Linked DNA regions of Mus musculus: regions 2, 3 and 4 are each linked to region 1. A link is a contact called in public HiChIP or PLAC-seq data. All regions are on one chromosome and are shown on one strand. Each heading gives the region's core, a stretch centred on a gene start, on an enhancer-like site or on the middle of the called end of the contact. The rest is flanking DNA. Distances are from core to core; before and after follow the strand shown.

What was found. HiChIP or PLAC-seq counts read pairs in DNA pulled down with a chosen protein or histone mark.
Region 2: a contact with region 1 is called in an H3K4me3 HiChIP or PLAC-seq map of embryonic forebrain, with 2.2 times the contacts expected there. The contact joins the promoter of Slc6a1 here to the promoter of Vgll4 in region 1. A contact is called at or near these places in 1 of 39 promoter capture datasets (hippocampal neurons) and 1 of 115 datasets of contacts at active chromatin or transcription factors (embryonic forebrain).
Region 3: a contact with region 1 is called in a FOXA1 HiChIP or PLAC-seq map of pancreatic cancer cells. The contact joins the promoter of Tmem40 here to the promoter of Vgll4 in region 1. A contact is called at or near these places in 2 of 39 promoter capture datasets (embryonic stem cells and stem cell-derived epiblast-like cells), 1 of 484 Hi-C or Micro-C datasets (LSK cells) and 4 of 115 datasets of contacts at active chromatin or transcription factors (large pre-B cells, memory CD8 T cells, neural tube and 1 more).
Region 4: a contact with region 1 is called in an HNF4G HiChIP or PLAC-seq map of pancreatic cancer cells. The contact joins the promoter of Mkrn2 here to the promoter of Vgll4 in region 1. A contact is called at or near these places in 1 of 484 Hi-C or Micro-C datasets (the N1E-115 cell line) and 3 of 115 datasets of contacts at active chromatin or transcription factors (astrocytes, pancreatic cancer cells and regulatory T cell precursor).

Annotation. Positions count from the first base shown.
Region 1 is chr6:114,917,908-114,923,445 of GRCm38.p6, reverse strand. It overlaps Vgll4 (vestigial like family member 4), which reads left to right and starts at 1,625. Exons shown (of 5, transcript NM_177683.3): 1 at 1,625-2,129. The coding sequence starts at 2,048.
Region 2 is chr6:114,280,919-114,286,180 of GRCm38.p6, reverse strand. Slc6a1 (solute carrier family 6 (neurotransmitter transporter, GABA), member 1) reads right to left here and starts at 3,546. Exons shown (of 16, transcript NM_178703.4): 1 at 3,305-3,546.
Region 3 is chr6:115,755,816-115,760,798 of GRCm38.p6, reverse strand. It overlaps Tmem40 (transmembrane protein 40), which reads left to right and starts at 1,800. Exons shown (of 12, transcript NM_144805.2): 1 at 1,800-1,861.
Region 4 is chr6:115,598,651-115,603,952 of GRCm38.p6, reverse strand. It overlaps Mkrn2 (makorin, ring finger protein, 2), which reads right to left and starts at 2,015. Exons shown (of 8, transcript NM_023290.3): 1 at 1,940-2,015. The coding sequence starts at 1,965.

The DNA of each region.
Region 1 (5,538 bases), core at 376-2,875:
GAGCATGTCTGCGTCTGACTTTGGGGGGAGTTTGTTCTTTCCGTTTACCACATAGGTCCCTGGGATTGAGCTTGGTGTCCCCTTGCCTACAAACCATCATATTTGATGTTGAGTCATGGAGGAGAAGTTGCTAAGCGTTTTGTGTGTACCCCTCCATCTGTAGGGGATTGCTTCAATCTTAAAATAAGTGACTGTAATGAAGTCTTGGGAAGGTGTGACAGAGCTGACAGTAGCCCAGAGAGGTCTTGGAACTTGTGGCAGTTCCTCTCCCTCGGATTCCGACTGCTAGAATTACAGGCTGGTGCCACTCTGCCAGGCTGCAGCAGAGTCACTTAGAGCAGGTCTTTTCCTTTCTTCCATGATGCTGATGAAGCTCAGCACTGCTCTGGATTTGAACTTGGAACATTTTTAAAGTTTCCATGATTGGTCACAACCTCCCAGATGAGTTTGGAAAACAGATTTTTAAAAAGTATTTTTTTTTTTTTGTACATTTTTTTTTTCCAATGTCTGTGTGTCATTGCATGCGGTACCCATGGAGGCCAGAAGAGGGAGTCAGGTTCCATGGAAATAGAGTTACAGGTGCTTATGAGTGCTGGGTACTGAACTCAAGTGTTCTGCAAAAGTGGCCAGTGCTCGGAACCACCTCTCCAGCCAGCTCCCCACTCCCCCGTTTGTGTGTGTGTGTGTGTGTGTTTGTGTGTGTGTGTGTGTGTGAGAGAGAGAGAGAGAGAGAGAGAGAGACAGAGACAGAGAGACAGAGAGACAGAGAGAGAGCGAGAGAGAGAGACAGACAGACACAGAGAGAGAGAGAGAGAGAGAGAGAGAGAGAGAGAGAGAGAGAGGGAGGGAGAGAGGGAGAGAGAGACCTGTAGGCCACTCACTTGTCCCCAGATCTGTTTACTCTTCTGAGGACGGATTTGCCTCTGGTGTCCTGTCCATCTGTACAGCTACAGAGTTTAGGAAGGAAGTTACATGTAACATTGACTTTGAAAATGTAAACACTCGGGCTGGAGAGATGGCTCAGCGGTTAAGAGCACTGATTGTTCTTCCAGAGGTCCTGAGTTCAAATCCCAGCAACCACATGGTGGCTCACAACCACCCATAATGAGACCTGAAGACAGCTACAATGTACTTACATATAATAAATAAATAAATAAAATCTTTAAAAAAAAAAAAAAAAAAAAAAAAAAAAGAAAATGTAAACACTCGCTGTGTCCCTGGACTTAATAAACCCATCTTACAAAGAAACAAAGAAACCTTGTACCAAACAGAGCACACCCCTGTGGAAGCCCTGGATTCCCAGCCCTTGCAACGAAGTCACGGAAAGTTAAATTCCCTGTACTTTGCTTCCACAGCAGATTTTCTTTTTTAAACTTTGTGCTTAGCCTCCCCCACAAACAAAACACCCACAAACTTGCTGGGGTTTACTTCCTCGGCCTCTGCCTCTGCCGGCCTCTGGCTCCGGGGAGGAAAGGCTCTCCTCACCCCCTGTGCCTCACTGCCCCCGCCTCTTTCTGCTTCCTGCTAATTCTGCAGCGCCTGGAGCCTGAGCCGAGGCTCCAGTGAGCATGCTCACAGCAGCCCTCTACCCCCTCCCAAAAGCAGAGGAAGCTGGTTTACATACGAGTCATACCAAGCATAGCCCGCATGTCAGTGCAGTCAGCTTGCAGCGGGCTGTGAGGGAGAGTGCCTTTGTCCTGAGAAATGTGCTTTGTGTTTTTCTTTTTTACTGCTTTCTTTTTAAACCCCCAAGACGGGCTCGAGAAGTCTTCTGAAATGATTTTTTAAAGCCGAATAGAAGACACAATCAGACACCTTCCACAAGCCCTTGACGGGTTTTGTTTGAGTCTGATTTTTGTGTGTGTGTGTGTGTGTGTATGATTTTTAAAAACCTTTTACATACTTTGTTTTGATCTCCTGAGGCTGGGCCTCTGTCTTCCTGAAGTTTTAGGAGAGCCTGGAGCTACTCAGCTAAGACTGAATTTTGAAACTTTCTCTTTGGGGGTGAAAGCAAAGAACTGTTTTTCTTTGCTAGCCGGACAGATAAATGCTGTTTATGAAGATGGACCTGTTGAACTACCAATACTTGGACAAGATGAACAACAATATCGGCGTTCTGTGCTATGAAGGTAGATGTTCTAGAATGTACTCTTTGCTTTTGTGATGGCCACTCCTCCTTTGGAGGGGGGCTTTGACTGGCTTATGAACATTTTCTTGTCTTTCTTGTGATGGTGGAGCGAGTGGAAAGAGAGTTGTGTACCATTTCAGGACAGTTCGCTTTTGCCCGGCAGGAGGGTGGCAGCCGGGGAGGGCTGGAGGAGACACGCTGTTAAAAGTTTACTTGTGATGTACTAGCAAGGTCTGACAAGATCGTTACATTATAAGTGATTTTTCTCTTTTGATTTTGTTGGCATTTTATGCATAAGTAGGAATTTACAGAAGTAAGGAGAAGTTAAACATGTGGGTGCTGGAGTAGAGGGGAGGGGCCTTGGGACTTATTTTTAAACGTATCACCGTGTACAGTGTTCGGTGTGGACCCTTGCTCTGAATTTCATGTGGTAGAGGAACAACAGCAGAAAGCCACAGTAAGTTGTTGTTTTCCTGAGCCATTGTCTCAGGCATCAAGGGGTTTTTTTCCTGTGAGGTTTGTGGGACTGGCAGGGCCTGGTGTCAGGGAGCCCAGGCCGGGCTCTTTGTCTGCCGCCCCATTTCCTGTGCAGAGAGCTGACAGTGAGACAGGCTCCCTCCAACCCCAGTCCCTGGCAATTACACCATAAGCAGCCGGAAGGCTGAAGAAAGTGGAAAATACCCCCACCCCTAGATTTGCCCATCACCTCCCCTTCCCCTGGGCACTCCCTGTAGTAAGTTAAGCTTCTCTGGAGAAAACCCCAATCCCATCTTTTGGAATCTTACCTACGTGCGATTTGAGACCAGGGTAATGGGGCTGAGTTGTGGCACTGGCCGGGCAGGGAGAGACCTGGGGCTGCCGGGAGTCTTTCCTGGTGTCTTCCTGCTGTGGGCAGCAGGCTCTGGGGTCTCTCACCTAGTAATCCTAGAGAGTTGTCTGCTTTGTCTTGAACAGAAGTTAAAAGAGGGAGCAGAGTTGGTTGTGTTCGTGTAAAAGTTTAAGATCTGCTTCTTAAGTTGTTGAAAACATACCCTTTCTCTCTCAAGCCTGCTTTAAAATTAACTTTATGGGGGAAAAATCTCATTTAAAGGGGTTTTGTTGTTGTTTTGCCTTTTTAAAAATAAGATATCACTTTACTTTGACAAGTTTCCTCTACATATAAAAAGCACCTCAGCTTCTCAGCTTCCAAACCCTCTCGTCTCAAAGGCTGGATTCTCCAGAAGCCACCAGACGCGATTTCTGCTGGGATTCATGCATTGTCTTTAAAAAAAAAAAAAAAAAAAGAAAAGAAAAAAAGAATCCACATCGAAAGCTCAAAACTTTTAATGTGATTTCTTTGTCAACAAATAATCTTTAAAAAACAAAACAGAGTGCCTGGCTGGCCCGGGTGAGGCACGTAGAGGCTGCTAGGACAGTGGTTCCTTCCTTGTGTCCCAGGAGGAAGTTCTGCAGCTCCCCCAGGTGGGTGTGTGGTTCCACAGAAAGCACAAATGCCAACAGTTAGCTGTCCTGTTTCCTTCGATGTTTGGAAGAGCAGACCTAGAAGCTGAGAGCCGAGTGGATGCGTGGGATCCCAGGCTATCATCTGTTTAGTTTAAACATCTGCTCCTGTTTTCCTTATTATGAAAGGTAATATTATTCTAACACCAAAATAAATACACAGGAAATTAAGAAAAGCGCAGCAAAACCTGAGTAGTGCTCAGAGCCAGTTGTTTATGTCCTCTGGTTTCCTCGCTGTAAACACCACACACATCTGGTCTCCACTGCGAGGGCTGTGTGGAAGGATGGGTACCAATCATACATGGCGTTCTCTCCTGTAAACAGTGCGAACACAGCTAAGCCTGGAGGTGCATGCCTTTAATCCCAGCCCAGAGGAGGCAGAGGCAGGTGGATCTCTATGAGTTCCAGGCTAGCCAGTCTACACTCCAGGCCAGTCTATAGTGAGGACAGCCAGGGCTCTATAGACAGCCTGTCTCAAACAAACAAACAAACAAACAAACAAACAAAGCAGAGGAGAAGTTGGTACAGTTTAAATGAGGTACGCTGCAATTGTTTGCATTGAACCTGCCAGCCCTCCAGCGTGCCAGGGCAGTGGTGTGGAACACGTGTGGACGGGGGTAGGTGGCATTTGATTTCATCTGGGGCACAGGCCAGTGTCCTGCCTGTCAGCAGGGGACAGACTCAGTGTTTGTCCCATTGGCTTTAGTAGTGAAGGTGTAGGTGGGAAGCTTCGCTTGTCCAGGTTGGTGCAACGACAACCCTGGATGTGTCAGGGGAACTGTGTCCTCACTGCCTTCCTTCTCTCAGCGGCCGCCACGAGGATGGGCCAGCGCCTACCCTGTAGCACACAAGAACCCCTGCATCTTACTTTTGAATCCACTCTGGGTTGCCTGACCTCCTTGAGGTCTTGGACCAGAGCCTACATTATCTTCTGCTAAATCCACTTTCTCCCACGGAGGTGCCCCATGTACCCAGACCTGTTCTAAATGGCTGGGGCTGCTCCCTGCATGGCAACCCCATCCTGATGCCTGCCTTCATAGTCACTTCGGAGGAGGATTGAAAGGCCAATAAAGGGAAGCAGATACCCCAGTGCTGGTTCTGGGGAGTCTGAGGTATTGAAACAGAAGATCTGTCTAACTCGTGAGAACCAGTTTCTATGCTAATGATGAGTGACTTAGTAGACTTGCTTGTGTTGGTGAATAAGCTCAGAAGCCTCATGGCCTCTTACCACCACGCCCCACAGCTAACCACTGCATCCTGCTTTATGCTTCCAATTGATCCCATGGTACCTACAGAAGCACACTTTTGCCTTTGTGTCCATAAAAGAGACATAGGGCAGCCCCAGCCAGCCCTCCCTTTCCTTTCCCCTTTGAACTCCCAAGCGAGTGAGCGAGTGTACCCACCCCACTGGAAGGTCAGAAGCCTCATGAGGGCAGAGCTGCTGCCTTGGTGACTGGCACAACCCCAAGGCATAGCTCAGGGCCTTCTTGGGCTCCAGGAAGTGGTAAAAGGTCTGCAGGCCTTCCCCCCGGGCTGTGGTCACTGCTGTATAATGCAGTCTTTAATTATAAACTGTTGTGTTTTCTCTAATTAACTCATCACCACAGAGCCAAGCAGGGCCTCAGACATCACTTCATACCTTCGCTTTATTTTGCTAATGAAACTGAGGGCCAGAGCGTCTCTCTGTTCAGATGGATTCATAGTTTGTTGCAGGGCTGAGCTGAGGTTGGAGCCCAGGGAATTCCACCCGTCTCTGGGCCTCTTCTTCCCATCCCGACCTTTCCAGAGTTAGTGCCTCTCCTCTGCTCACATCCTCAGGAAGTGATGCTGGAGGGTGGGGCCAGGCGACGCGCAGCCCACAGTGCATTGTCCTGATGCCAACTGGTCCAGGTTCCGAGACTTGTTTGATG
Region 2 (5,262 bases), core at 2,297-4,796, 640 kb after region 1:
AGGTATACACAGCTCACAGGAGCTTATACAAATTAAATGACACAGAAGTGTATCATGGGGCACGTTCTGTGGCACATTGTCAATATGCAGGCAATGACAGTTGTCCCTGTAGTTGCAATGCTGGCGTGAGGATGAGGGTTCTTGGAAATTGTTCCTCTGTTTACATCTGAATTCCAGGTCTCTGTTCAAGCGTCACAGCTTGCGTTCACACCTACTGCCTGTACCAAGAAACAGGGCCCTGTTCTGCGTGGGCTTCTCTCTGCTTCCTTCTGCCTCTGAGGGCTCAGAGTCAGTCTATGGTAGAGGACAGTGCTAGGTGTCTAACAAATTCACAGAGACACCTCTTCCAGGAAGCCCTATTTTGAGATTAGAATCTGACTGACCATCCTCTTCCCTCTCAGAGGCAGGGGGTGGGGGGTAGGGGGGAGGCTCTCTTCCACTACCTAAGAATGACTTTCAGAGAATAGGGCAAAGCTGTCAAAAAAAAAAAAAAAAAGTCGACAAATCCTGGAGCAGTGGATACTTGGTGACCTCATCAGCTGGGGGAGGGGCTGCTCTCATTAGCAGGGGGAGGAGCTACTCTTTGCAGATGAAGTCATTTCAAGGTCATCTGAAGTCATTCTAAGGTCATTTCCATCTCAGCGAGGGCTGACCACTATTCCCCAAGTAAAGGATTGGTAACATTGCAGCGCTGAGTGAAAAAGACAGCTCCTATTTAGGCAAAGACAGGCCCTGTTGCCACGTTTCCATTTTAGGACCAGGCAAGGAGGCATAGGGGTGCTCTCTCCTTGGGTTTGGCTTCAGGAATGCAATGGACAGAGCAGGGAGCTGTGGTTCAGCACAGCTTGAGATCAAAGGGCGACCTGTCGCGACATGGAACAGGCAGCAGGAAAAGGCATGGGACACTGCCCACTCTCAAGACTCTCAAGGTCGGGGGAACTTTCGGAATGCAGAGGGCTGCAAATAGGGGCCAAGTCTGGATTTGCTAGGGTCGACACTGGGCCGGGCATCCAACAAGCAAGAGACGGGGAGGGGGAGACAGTTCTGAATTCCAAGTGACCTGAAAAATCTCTCACAGCCAATCCTAGGAATGGCATTTCTGTGGGAGGCAATTTATTTAATGTTGCTCTAGATGTGCCACTTGCTGGGAAGGAAAAGAAGTAGCCATTTCTCTGACAGCAGGTCCAGAGGGACTAACTCACTGTCTGCCATGAAATCTCACTGTCACTACTCTTCCCTTGACTATCCCACTTTACAGATGTGAAGACTGAGACCGGGGAAGCACACTATGGCAGCCTAGGATTGCCTTGCCTCCTCCTTGCTGTGTGACCTTGACCAAGTTGTTCTCCCTCTTTGTGTCACCCTCTCCTCATTTCTGAAGTGAGGTTTAAAGCAGATCCTGTTGTACAAGGTTAGAAATGACAAGCTTGACGCACCAAAAGATTTTGACATTCCATTTCTTCTTTCCAAAGGGGATTAGAACTTGGCCAAGATCACCTGGCCAAGAAATTGTAAAAGTACCTAGCCCAAGGCATATTCATTCGTTCCTGGGTGTGGATTTGAACAAAGCATTTTATAACCTTCCTGCCTCAGCAACACAGGTAGACGTAAGGGCAGGTCATAGCTAGCTGGACCATTATTAGGCAATCGCCTTCCACCCAGGTGGGCTTTATTCTGGAACACATATTGAGTTCTTCCTGAGTTCTGGGTCTCACATAAACAAATTCACATCCCTTTCTCCTGGGTTGCCAGGAATGTCAAATACTGGGCTGAGACTAGTGTGGAGTTATGTGCATCTTTCTTTAGCCTTGCCTTCACCCTCTTAGCTGCCTATTCTTTGACCTCTGGACCCCTCGTTAGAGCCTCACCCAGGAGACCTTACTTCTCAACAAATGTGGGTCCCCAGAACACGGTTTCCACTGGGGACTGATCATTGCCGTTTTTTCCCTCAGTGGTGACCGGCCGTCTGTCTCCTGTGCCTTTCTCAGGGAACCCCACTCCACAGAAGCTCTGGGGACAGGGCAGCCTGTGTCTCACTGCCTGGGACTCACTGTTTGTCCTCTAGCCACTGGCCACCAAGCCAGCACTTGGCTGGAGCAGAGCGCTTTCTTTGTTTGCCGCCTGCCTGGCAATTCCTTTCTGAGGCTCAAGGGAGGCTCAGCCATTTTGCCCTCCAGCTCTAGGGAAAGCTCCCTCTTTCTCTCTTCTCTGCAGGGACTTACACCTCCCAGAGCCACTTTCTTTCTGCCTCCTTCGTTTGGAAGAGGGTCTGAGGATGCTTTGATCAAGACCTGATCCATCCTTTCCAGAACTGGGGTGGGGAAAGACTGCAGGGCACTTTGAATTCCCACAGATCGCTTTTGTTTTGCAATTTGGAAGTTGGGGTATGCACGCTCCACTGTTTCCACCAAAGTTCACAACAGAGAACATAGGCAGGACCCAGCACACCATTTTTTTTTTCTTTTGTCCAACACATTCCCTGTTTGCCATAGAAAAACTGGGGCTAGCATCAAGTTCCACTCGGCTGGACATAGTCCCTTCCCTGATGTGGCCACAGTCCTTTTCACCCCTGATCTTCGTGGGTGGGCAGGAGGTCCAGCCAGTAGACCTCAGGTGTCTTGGTCTTATAAACTGGCTTTCAAAAACCCATTTTTCCCCTTGAGACTCAGGTCTGTTTTGAGAGGACATTGGCTCCGTACAAAGCTGCCCACTCTGAGTCTCTTGTTGGAAGCCTAAAGCAAACACAGAACGGGACATCTGTGGGTGTCACCCATGGGGTGGGTGGGTACGGAGGGAAGCATGGAGAAGCCGTGATAATTGCCACAGAAAGGAAAGAGAAAAAACCTGGGAAAGGCAAACCACGGGAAGTCCTGGCCCGACCCACCTTTTGCACTGGGCATCTCTCAGGTGAACAGGACAGCAGCGCCAGCTTGCGCGCGCTCAGTCCCAGCTGCTGTACACTTTCTTAGAGACAAGGTTTCTTAAGAGCTTGAGCTGCCCCGGGATGGGAAGGAGATGTCTCCATCCTCGGGTAGTCCCCAGCCCCTCCATCCTCCCGCCCCTAATAAATAAGGCATGCGGAGACTGGGGATGTGGCGCAGGTTGGTCTGGCTCCCTCCTGGGCACCCCGCCGTCGGCTGGCGAACGAACTAGGACATAGACGGCACCTGGCCTCTTGGGACCCTCCCGCCTCCGGAGCATCCCTGGGATGCAGCTGGCGCACGTCGTGGGGCGAGGACGGGGGACGATGCAGCCTAGGGTCCCGCCCTCCACCCAGTGCCCCGACGCCAGCCTCCCTTCCTACCTGCGGCCGGGGCTGCGCGGGCCGCTCCGGGCTCGGCCGCGCTTGGACGCGGGCGCCTGGGCTCCTGGGCTCGCGCAGCTCGCCTGCAACCTCTCAGCTCTCTAGGGCTCCCAGGGCCGGCGGAGGGGGCGGGGCTGTCAAGACACGCCCTCTAGGCGGGGCTTGTCCGTGCCGTCTTGCCCGCCCCTACCTTTCAGCCTCCATCTCCCACCTTTTCTGTTCCTGCTCCTCTCTCCCAGTTACCTCTGCCCTACTCTCTCTTCCCTCTTCCTTCTGCCCTGTTCCCCCTCCCTCTGCCTGCCTCCTCCTCCCTCCGCCTACCCCCTTCTCTTTCCTCCCTCTGCCCTGCTCCCCTCCTTCCTAGGCCCTGCCCGCCTTGCCTCTTCTCTCTGCCTGCTGCCTCCTCTCTTCCCCATCTCCCTCCCACCTCCTCTCTCTCTCCCAGCCCTGCTCCCTCTCCCTCTTTTCCTTGGCCTCCACCCTCCTTCAGTCTCCTGGCCTCAAAGGTCTACCTTAATTGGTCTCTTGGTTTCTCTGGCTCTGTCACATCTCTCTTGGAAGCATTGTGGCAGTGGGGTAGGACTCTTCCCTCCTCTCTACCTCTCCTGTCTGCAGCTTCCTTCTTGGGAAACAAAGTTACCACCTGAGCTACTAGGTTGGGAAAGACTGTCACTGCAGGATTGGTCTTGGAGGATGTGTGTGTGTGTGTGTGTGTGTGTGCAGCAAACCACAAACTGGAAACCCCCAGGGTTGGCTAAGGACCCTAGGTGCTCTGCTTGCAGTTCTTGAGGCGTGAGGGATTATCTAGAACACCTCTGCCCCTGGCCAGCTCCAGCTACCTCTTTCCAAGTCCAGACCTTCTGGCTCCTTCCGTGGAGGCTTTGGGGAAAGGGGCATCTCTCCCTTTTCCATGTTCCCCAAAGACGCAGAAAGAATTCATTATCTCCAATTTCAATGGCCTCCTGCTTCTATCCCAGGGTCTGGCATTCAATATCTGACTTCCCATCCTCTAATTGCATTAACCCTGGGGTCTCCAACCTCAACTTCCAAAGGCTACATAGCTTTTGACTCTTTCTCCGCACTTCCTCCCACAAGCATCTAGGCTTAGGGCCCTATGGCCTCCTGACTGGTTACCAGGTGCTGACTGTGTGTACTTCAAATGAATCTTTCTGGGGCTCCCGTGAGCCCCACACACTCTGGTCTGGGCTTAGGGACACAATGGTAGACGCACAGGCCACTGCTCTTCTTATGGGGCAAGTGAAAGAAACGGGCTTTTTCCGAAACAACCTTTCGAGAGCCCAGACTGACAAGCTCTGCCAGGGCCACCCATGAGGGTCCCAGCCTAGGTTGGGATGAGGCATAGGTCCACCCATGAAAGTGCCACTGGGGTGGGAGCTGATGCGTGGATGAAACGACAAAGCTGTCAGGGGAAATGTGGCCGTGGCTCCCAACAAGATTAGGGAAGCAGCTTTTAATCCCAGCACTTGGGAGGCAGAGGTAGGTGGATTTCTGAGATCGAGACAAGCCTGGTCTACAGAGTGAGTTCCAGGACAGCCAGGGCTACACAGAGAAACCCTAAATCTCAAAAAACAAAAAAGATTAGGGAGGCAAGTGGGGAGGGTGCTTTGGCTTGCCTGATGATCATTTCAACGTCTTCTAGTCTCGGGAGCTCAGTTTTTACTATAGGGTCTTCTCCCCACGTCTCATAAGCATATGATTGGATACAGAGCTCCTGACCCTACGTGCAAATGTGACTAGAGCCATGCCAGCCAGGGTATATTACCTCAAAGCAAGGGCAAGTGTCAGACTTTAGGTCAATGGCACCTCCACCTAGGACCTGTCCCAAAAGCCTTAATCACCAATAGGTTTTTAAGTCTGGGGTCGCCACGCCTGCAATGGAGCCTCCCTGAATGTAAGGGAACACAGAGAAAGGCAGAAATGAGGCAGAGGAGGGATGT
Region 3 (4,983 bases), core at 551-3,050, 840 kb before region 1:
TGAGCATGTGTCAGCGCAGATGTGCTAGGATAGCCTGGGGACAACTTGTGATTGCATGTGGCTAGGAAGGGCCCCGGGGGTTTAGCAGTTTCTAAGGGGTTTCCAGGTGATTTTGTCTCTTGCTCATCTGAAGTGAGTACATTATGAGAATAAATAAGGTTGTTTGTTTGTTTGTTTGTTTGTTCTCATACCATATGGAGTGATGTCTGGAGTGTGCCCTCCACCCTCCCCACCACCAGACACGCACACATCAGGCTAACCTTTCTGATCGCTTTCTCATGCAGCAAAATTGACTGAATGCCTTCTACACATTGGTCCCTGTCCCAGATCCTAGAGCACGTGCTTAATGAGGAAATTTGCACCAGAAAATAACGTGTGGAGTGTGGAACAGCAGGGCAGACTGAGGCAGGCTGAGGCAGGCAGAGGCAGGCTGAGGCAGGCAGAGGCAGGCTGAGGCAGGCAGAGGCAGGCTGAAACAGGCTGAGGCAGGCTGAGGCAGGCTGAGGCAGGCTGAGGCAGGCTGAGGCAGGCTGAGGTAGGCTGAGGTAGGCTGAGGAGGAGCTAGCGTCCTAGCAGGCTGATCACAGCAGGCCCTTTGGGAAGGTAACATTTGAATAGAGACCTAAAGAGTGAAGAAAGAAGGCTTTCTAAGGGAAAGAGTTCTGAATAGAACAGCCAGTGCAAAGGTCCTGAGGTAGGTGCCTATCTGGGATAGCACTGGCTGAGGGAGAGAGGCTGTCATAGAGTTAAGGTCGGAACAAGAGGCATGGGGCAGATGGACTTCGAGAATGGGCTGTGCCCTGAGAACTGACAGTTATTCATAGTGGGTACGGAGCTAAATTGGCTGCCCAGTTGGACAGCAATGGGGGAGGGGCAGGGCAGAAGCCGGGGAAGAGAAGTGGTGGTGTAAGAACCACATGGTGACTGTGGAAGTGGATTGGGGGCAGGGGTGGGGCTTGGGGGACAACAGAGGCAGGCCTGTAGGACTTGCTTCACAGGTTGAGCACATGCTGAGCTTGAGCAAATAGTCATGGGTCGGGCCTGAGACTAGGATGAGCGGGGCCTTCTTTTCCAGGAAGCTCATGGCCCTGCCTTTTATCCCTGCTGGTCGGTACTCCCCTGGACAGTGGCAGCAAACATTTCCTGTCCTGTTGCTCAGGGTGACTGATGAGTGAGCACAACGCAGAGGTGGCAGCTGGGTGAGGTAACCCTTGGTTTCCTGCCTCTTGAGGACTGAGTTCCTACCCATCCTAGCCAGGCGGCTGCTCTCCTGACCTGCCTCCTTGCTTCCACCCAGTTCCCTCCCCAAGGGGAAGCACTGTATGGCTTTCAGCCCCTCTCCATGGTCCCTGAACTCCCTCGTCCTCTCCATACACCACTCCAGCCTTGGTATCCAGAAGCAGGGAACATGACAGCATCTTCTAACTTGCAGGGCAGGTCGGGACACATGGCTGGAACCTGAATCAGCCGCCTGGGCAAGGAGGAGGAACCCAAGACAAACCCTCAACTCCTCCCTTCCTGGAGTTTGTCACGACCTGGGGAGGTCCACCATGGTTGCCACTCGGGGCTTCAGGTTTTAGTGTGATCCTGGGGTCTGTGGGGGTGTGTTTGCCACCATCAGCCCCTCTTAGGATGCTGGGGGAAGAGGCAAGTCAGACAGGAAGGCCTGGGGGCTGATAGCACCACAGGAAGGAATGCCAATGCCACAGCACCAGGGTGAGCCAGCGGGGGCCCAGGGGCAACGTCATGGTTGCCCCGCCCTCTGCTGTCACGGTGCCATGGCCTCTCCTTCCCCAGCCCGGCCACATTCACAGTCAACACACAGCTCACCTTGCAGCTCACATGAGCCCAGGGACTCCAGGTAATGGGACATGGGACATGGGACTGGTCAAGCAGGGGTGGGGGTGGATCGGGGTGGTTTCAAGAGGATTGGGAGACATGGTTGATCTTTAGGCTCCCTGTGCTTCCTTGGTGGCCTGGGATGGAAGCCCAGCTCTGCACCTCCCTGGCTTGCTGAGGCCCCTCAGTGTCCGTTGTGGATGACATCGGGGCAGGATGGACCATTTGCCCCTCATATTTGTTTTGACACTTCCATAGCTTAGACAGTCCATGACCAGCGCTGACTCTTATCACTGGCTTGCTGTGGACTTTTAGAAATGCCTGGCCTCACTGGACCTCAGTTTCCCCATTTGGAAATGAAGGATTTGACTAAGTATCTAGAGGCTTTTCTCAGCCTGTTGTGGTGGAAGCCAGAAGCTTAGGGAATGCAAAGGGTCTCAGCCTCGGCCTCTGGCTCAGATCAGGTAAAGCCACCTTCCTCCCTCATAGCCTCTCATCACGAGGGATGGCCCCAGGGGAGAGGGTGCTGGCAGACCCCAGGGAACCACACTCAGCCCTCTTGGGGGTTACTTCTCCCTATGACAGCCATCCTCATCCGGTGGTTTCTGCTCAGAGTATCCTGGTCCTCAAGCCCCCAACAGGTCTTTTAAAGGGGACAGAATGGTGCTATTGTCCTCTTTAGTTCTGTTTAAAACTGCCCTAGATAATCCAGGGCCCTACCTAGAGGTAGGAGCATGTGTTAGGGGAGGCATGGTGAAAATAATGTGTGTGGTGGTGGTGGTGGTGGTGGTAGTGGTGGAGTTGTGGGGGGGGGACACCCTGTTTTGGTCAAGGAAACAGATCTGTAGAGAGTGGGACCAGAACTCTGGGTGATGTGGCCTCTGCCACACTAGCCCATCTGGCTCTAACATTCTCCTGAAGCTGCTTTCTCAGCCACGTCTGTTCTCCCCCACCTGTGTGTGTGTGTGTGTGTGTGTGAGACTCTTCCTCTGTCTTTCTGTCTCTCTCTGTCCCTCTCTCTCTGAAACAGCTTTGTTGAACCAGACATGACAACATATACCTGTAACCCCAGCACTTGGGAGATGGGGTCAGGAGAATCAGGAGTTCAAAGTCACCCTCAACTATACAATAAGTTCAAGGCCAGCCTGGGCTACATGAAAGCCTGTCTCACCTGCCTCCTTTATTGACAGATGGGCTTTGTCTGCTGTAATCGTTCCCTCTTTACAAGGACAATTCAGAGGTTTCCCATAGACTCACTGAATTATACAACCTTGGCTATCAAATTCAAAACACTTCTCATCCCAGGATAGGGCTGGTCCTGTACAACGGGCACTTCCCCCTCAGGAACTAGTTGCTTTGACCCCATGGATATAGCTAGGCATTTCGGAGCCTGTAAAAGAAAAAAATGTGTCTGTTTGTTTAATATGTGTGTGTGTGGAATACATGTGTACATTGTGCATGCTATGACACAAATGTGGAGATGAGAGGACAACTTTTTTTTTTTCTTTCTCAAGACAGGGTTTCTCTGGGTAGTCCTGGCTGTCTTGGAACTCACTCTGTAGACCAGGCTGGCCTCGAACTCAGAAATCCGCCTGCCTCTGCCTCCCGAGTGCTGGGATTAAAGGTGTGTGCCACCAACTTTTGAGAGCTAGTTCTCGCCTTCTGCTATGTGAATGATGGGAAACTGAACTCAGGAGGTCAGGTTTGGTGTCACGTTTACCCTCTGATCTCCCTCACCATCCCTGGCTGGGCAATCTGTGTGTGTGCAGTATTTAGTCCCTTCTGACTTGGATGCTCATCCACATGACATTAGATCGCCCTGCCTTCCCCTGCATGGCTGTGCATCCATTGGCCAGTTGACAGAGACTTCTGTTGTTTCCACCGTCGGGCTATTTTCAATGATGCTGCCACAGTTGTTCAGGCACTGGTCCCTGTGTACCTATGGGTTTTCACTTCTTTTTAAACTTTCTTTCTAAGTTATACTTACTTAGTGTGGGAGGTGGGTATGTTTGTGTGCATGTGCACATACTATGGTGCATGTGTAGAGGTGAGAGTACAACTTGTTGGAGTTGGTTCTCTCCTGTTGTTAAGTCCTGGGGATTGAACTCTGGTTGTCAGGCTTGGTGGCAAGCACCTTTACCCATTGAGCAGCCCAGAATTCAATTCTTTTTTTTTTTTCCTGGCTTTTCAAGACAGGGTTTCTCTGTATAGCCCTGGCTGTCCTGGAACTCACTCTGTAGACCAGGCTGGCCTCGAACTCAGAAATCCACCTGCCTCTGCCTCCCAAGTGCTGGGATTAAAGGTGTGTGCCACCACCACCGCCCGGCTCAATTCTTTTGAGTATATACCTAGCAGTGAAGTCCAGGATCAGCTGGTAACTATGATTAGCATTTTGAGGAACTGCAAACCTGTTCTCCAGGACAGGCTACACAATCTTACCTTGCTGCCATGGCTCTAAGGACACCTCTGGTGTCTTCTCATTCCTGTCAACACTTGTTCCCTTCTGTCTCATTTTAACCGTGCTAGTGGGGGTGAAGTGGAATCTCATTGTGGTTTTGATTTGTGTTTCACAAATGAATGATGGTGTGGAGATCGATTGGCCATGTGTACGAGAAACTTGTATTCATATCCTTGGCCCTCTTTTAAACTGGGCTAGATGTCATTTTACTATAACACACACACACACACACACACACACACACACACACACACACACACACACACCAGCAATAACACAAACCAGCCTTTGCTCTTCAGGCATCCAGAGCAAACGCTAGTCCAGGCCTGAAGACAGAACAGCCACCTCCAGATCAGCCACTCGATGAAAACTCAGCACTCAGTGTGCTGTGCCGGTGAGCCGCTGGCTAGGCACAAATGCGTTTTCAATTTACCTTCAACCTATAGCGTGCTATCAGGAACTGATCCCACTGTAAGCTGGTAACCATCAGGGTCTATACATTAGGTGCTGTGCACTGGTGTCCTGAGGCCTGGTATCCACAGGGAGTGACACAGGGAGTGAAGTTGGCCACTGGGGGTGGGGGGAGCCACTTTTTTTTTTTTTGCACTCTTCTCATTATTGATCCAATAACCAGTTTGGCACAGGTGAGAGCTGAGTGTCCTCAATGGGAATGAGGCTGGCAGAGG
Region 4 (5,302 bases), core at 766-3,265, 680 kb before region 1:
CTTTAAGTGGTAGAACTAAAAAGCATCTAGGAGTCGGGCAGTGGTGGTGCACGCCTTTAATCCCAGCACTCGGGAGGCAGAGGCAGGCGGATTTCTGAGTTCGAGGCCAGCCTGGTCTACAGAGTGAGTTCCAGGACAGCCAGGGCTATACAGAGAAACCCTGTCTCAAAAACAAAAACAAAAAACAAAACAAAAAAACAAAACCATCTAGGTGTGGTGGCAATTAATTCTTGCATGGGAAGGAGAGGTAGGCAGATCTGAGTTCAAGGCCAGCCTGATACATATAGAGAGTTTCAGGATATACACAGAGAGACTCTGTCTCAAACAACAAAACTGTAAACAAGCAGAGTTTTAGAGGTTATTTTCTAAGTAGCTTGAGTCTGCTTTAAAGGCCACTGTGGTAGGAACACGTCCTCCTGCAGACGGAAGGGAGTAAGTACCCATTCACTCATCCTCAACAGAGACGTTCTAGTAGCGATGACCTGCAAGCACTGTTACAGGACTGCCGAAAAGTTCCCATTGCTGTGATAAATCACCAGGACCTAAAGCGACTTTGGGAGGAGAGCTTAGACTTGTAGGTATCTTCTACTTAAGTGTCTTACTCCATCACTATGGGAGGCCAGTGCAGGACTCCAGGCAGGAGCTAATGCAGAAGCAAGGAGAGTGCTGTTGACTGGCTTGACCCTCTTGGCTTGCTCAGCCTTTCTTACTGCACCCAGGACCACTAGCCCAGAGGTGGCACCACCCACAGTGAGCTGGGTCCTCCCACATCAGTTATCAACCAAGAGGTTCCCTCTTCCCAAATGATGATGTCTCATGTCAACTTTGTCAAGTTAACACAAAACTAGCATATGCATACACACAGACACACACAGACATACACAAACTGCAGTTTTCTGATTACTACTTAACATAAACCACCTGGGACCTTGGTACATGGTTCAACCCTTAATATCTTAAGTCGAACAGAACTCTTCATAAAGGTATTAGTTCTAGGAGTCTGCACTAATGAGAAATAACAAGGTCATTAAATGCTTACCACATATCCAAACTACATCTCAATTTCTTAATTTACTGAAACCAACTAAAGTCTGTATAAGCCGAGGCTCCTTTAATCCAAAAAGCTTGGGCTCAGGAGAGTCTTTAATTTTTTTTGTACTTTACAGTATTTTCATGTACATAAGGTCTTGGGGATAGTACAAGAGTCTAAACACAGAATTCATCATTTCACATATGCTTATACACATACCCTGAAAAAGTTCTCTGTGTAGCCTTTGCTGTCCTGGACTCCCTCTATAGACCAGGCTGGCTTCAACTAACTGAGATCCACCTGCCTCTGCCTCCCAGTGCTGGGATTAAAGGCGTGCGCCACCACCGCCCGCCTTCTATTTAGGTATCTTAAGAGTATTGGATTTTGGAGCCTTTTGAAATTTGGGTTTCCACAGTCGGGATTCTCACAAGCCTTACTTCCCAAGCTGCACCTCCTGAGCATGCAAACTCACAGGACTAGACCCCAATGACAGCCACAAGCTCGTCACCAAGTTAGTACGTTGCTACTCAACCCAACTATTTTTGTTTCAAAATAGTAGTCACGGAATAGTTTTCTGCTTTCCACTTCGTCTAACAAGCCGCCTTTCTGTTCCTAAATGGGTGTCGCTTTACCTCTGGTGGCCTCGGTTTCCTGCATCTCGAAATGGGACTCTTCGGAGGCTCAGTGGTGATGCTGGATAAGAAATGCGACCTGCCCGTGTTTCCCCGCAATCGCCCTCGCTCACTCTCTGCAAGTCGCGGTTGCAGCAGCTCTTGCCGCTCTAGCCTCTATGCGGCCTTCCTGCGCGTTATCCGCGCTGTCCGCCCCCCGCCACCGCCCGCCTCGGCCCCTCGCCTCCCTCCCTGGCTGCCCCGCAGCGCCCAAGGCCCAGAGGGGCCGCGCACTCACCTGCAGGTGACCTGCTTGGTGCTCATGGCGGCGGGGCCACGGGCTGGAGTCGCACTGAAACCTCAGAGCCGCCAGCGCCGTGGCCCAGCCCGGCCCCGCCCCGCCCTTCCCCGCCCCGCCCCGCCCCCCGCGGAGTCGCGTCACTCCTGCGCGCGCCACCCTCGTTCGTGCGCTACTTCTAAGGTGCCGCCCGGAAACCTAACCACCATCACAATGGGTTCCGCCAGGGCCTGGAGCCGGAAGGTCCCTACTCCTTAGTAGTCCGGATCCCAACTTTCTGAGGCTAAGGGTCTGAGCATGTCTAGTATACTGAATTTACCAATCATCTGCGAGGCCCTTACTTCTAGGGTTCGGCCCCCATCTCTCAAGGCAGTCTTTTAAGATGATGATGATGATGATTGATGATGTTAATGATGATAAAAGTAATTTTACTATTTATCTTTATTTTATGATATGAGTGTTTTTGCCTGCATGTGTGGCTGTACACCAAGTGGAATGCAGTGCTGGTGCAAGCCAGAAGAGGGAGTTAGATCACCTGAAACTGGAGTTGCAGACGATTGTGAGTTACCATGTCGGTGCTGGGAACTGAACCCTGGTCCCCAACTAAACAGCCAGTGCTCCTAACCACTGAGCCATCCTCTAGTAAGAATTTTTATTTATTTATTTATTTTTGGATAATTTCATACATGTGTACAATGTATTTGATTATATCCACACCAAATATCCTCTCCCCGTACTGATCTTTTTGTGTACATACATACATACATACATACATGCATACATACATACATACGTACATAACTCAAGGCAGGAATCTGGAGGCAGACACTGAAGCAGTATGTACATATATATAATTTGGATTTTTGCAAACTACAGTTGTGTTATCAGCTTTGAAAAAGTGTCTCCTGGTTTATTGTGTTGAGTTGGCATTGTATAGAAATGAACAGCAGGGGGCTGGAGAGATGGCTCAACGGTTAAGAGCACTGACTGCTCTTCTGAAGATCCTGAGTTCAAATCCCAGCAACCACATGGTGGCTCACAACCAGCCGAAATGAGATCATGAGATCTGGTGCCCTCTTCTGGTGTGTCTGAAAACAGCAACAGTGTACTTACATATAATAAATAAATTTAAAAAAGAAGAAGAAGAAAAAATGAACAGCATAGTACTCTGGAAACATTATGGGTATTCTTTTCATTTTATAGAGGTGGTACACTGTAAAAACAGGTAAGGACTTCTGAATGCTCAGCTCTAAATAGAACATGTGTGCCAATACCCTGACCTTGCTAGCAAGGCTCTGAGAATATCATGGAAGGGGGAGAAAGAATGTAAAAGCTGGAGGGTTGGGAGAGTGCCATGGAATGCTGTCTCCCGACATGACATAGCTTTAGACTTAGGAACACTCAGTAGCTGTGGCTACCTACAAAAGATCTGCAGAAGACTGTGCCCACGGCCAATTGTGGTAGTGCATGCCTGTGATGGTTTGTATGTGCTTGCCCAGAGAATGGCACTATTTGAAGGTGTGGCCCTGTTAGAGTAGGTGTGTTAGTGTGAGTGTGGGCATTAAGATCCTCATCCTAGCTGCCTGGAAGTGAGTCTCCCACTAGCAGCCTTAAGACAAAGATGCAGAGCCGGGCGTGGTGGCTCACGCCTTTAATCCCAGCACTCAGGAGGCAGAGGCAGGTGGATTTCTGAGTTCGAGGCTAGCCTGGTCTACAAAGTGAGTTCCAGGACAGCCAGGGCTATACAGAGAAACCCTGTCTCAAAAAAAAAAAAAAAAAAAAAGACAAAGATGTAGAACTCTCAGCTCTACCTGCACCATGCCTGCCTGGATGCTGCCATGTTCCTGCCTTGATGATAATGGACTGAACTTCTGAACCTGTAAGCCAGCCCCAATTAAATGTTGTCCTTTATAAAACTTGTATTGGTCATGGTGTCTATTCACAGCAGTAAAACCCTGTGCTAGGCCTGACCATGCTTTTGTTTGGAAGAATATAGATTTGGGGACTTTGGATTTGGAAAGCAGTGGAATGCTTTAAAAAGGGATTAGTGGGTTATCCTAGCAGGAATACGGAAGACTTTGTTACTGAGAGTGATTTGAATTGTGCTGACCTGGCCCAAGAGGTTTCAGGGGAGAATTTCAGTTTGTGGGCTAGAGACTGTTTTTGTGGTATTTTTGGTGAAGAATATGCTCTTGTCTGAAGAGTCTGCCTGAGGCTAAAGTGAAGAGACACAGATTGATTGCATTGACAAAGGAAGCCTCAGAAAAGCCCATCATAGACTTTGTTTTCTGGTTAAGCCTCATGAAGAGCATTTTAAACAAGTGCAGCCAGCTGATAATGGAAAAATATAAAAATATATGGTTTGAGTATTAAAGGGGCACCAGGAAGTGAAATGGAGCTGAAGGATATTAAATTGAATTTAGGGGGTGGTGACTTTGTGGCAAGATCCCACCCAGCTAAATTTAGATCCAGTAGCAGAAGCCTTTAATCCCAGGAGGCAAAGACAAGCAGATCTCTGAGTTCAAGGCCAGCCTAGAACAGAGCAAGTTCTAGGTAGAGAAAAACCTTTTTTTTTTCTTTTTAGGGGGAGTTTTTCGAGACAGGGTTTCTCTGTGTAGCCCTGGCTGTCCTGGAACTCACTCTGTAGACCAGGCTGGCCTTGAACTTGGAAATCCACTTGCCTCTGCCTCCCAAGTGCTGGGATTAAAGGCGTGTGCCACCACCGCCCGGCAGGTGAAGAAAAACTTAAATCCAGGTTTGGTGGCCCACACCTTTAATCCCAGTGTTTAGGAGACAAGCATGCAGATCTCTGAGTTCAAAGTCAGTCTACAGAGCAAGTTCCAGGATAGCCAAGGTTAGGTAGTGAAGGAGTTAGAAAACAGAAAGCTAGTTAGTGATAATGTAATAGAACATGGGGCCATGTTCCAGCCCCAGCAAGCAGCAGAACTTGGCAGCTTTGGCCACATGGCTCTGGCTTTAGAGTCCAGAATTAAAGGGACTACTGGGAAAATTGATGCTGGTTATCTGGAGCTAAGAAATTAGTGGTGATTTAGAAGAGGCCAGCATCACTGAGGTGAAATCTTCTGGGAAGTGTCTTCTGAGAGCACAAAGAAGCTGTGTTCCAGAGATAGCCAAGGTTGTACCTCATGCTGCAGCTGGACTTGGTAATGTGTAAGAGTCACCCAGGGGGTACTGGTTTTGAAGGCATGAAGGGGTCATGAAGAGCAGCTGATGCTTGACACTGTGAGAGGCCATGGAAGGCCATTGGTGAAAGTGCCAATTGGAGCCCTTTGGAGGAGCAAAGAAGATCATGTGTGGATCCCAGGCATTGAAACAGAAGCTGTAACATTGACGTGTTGCCTC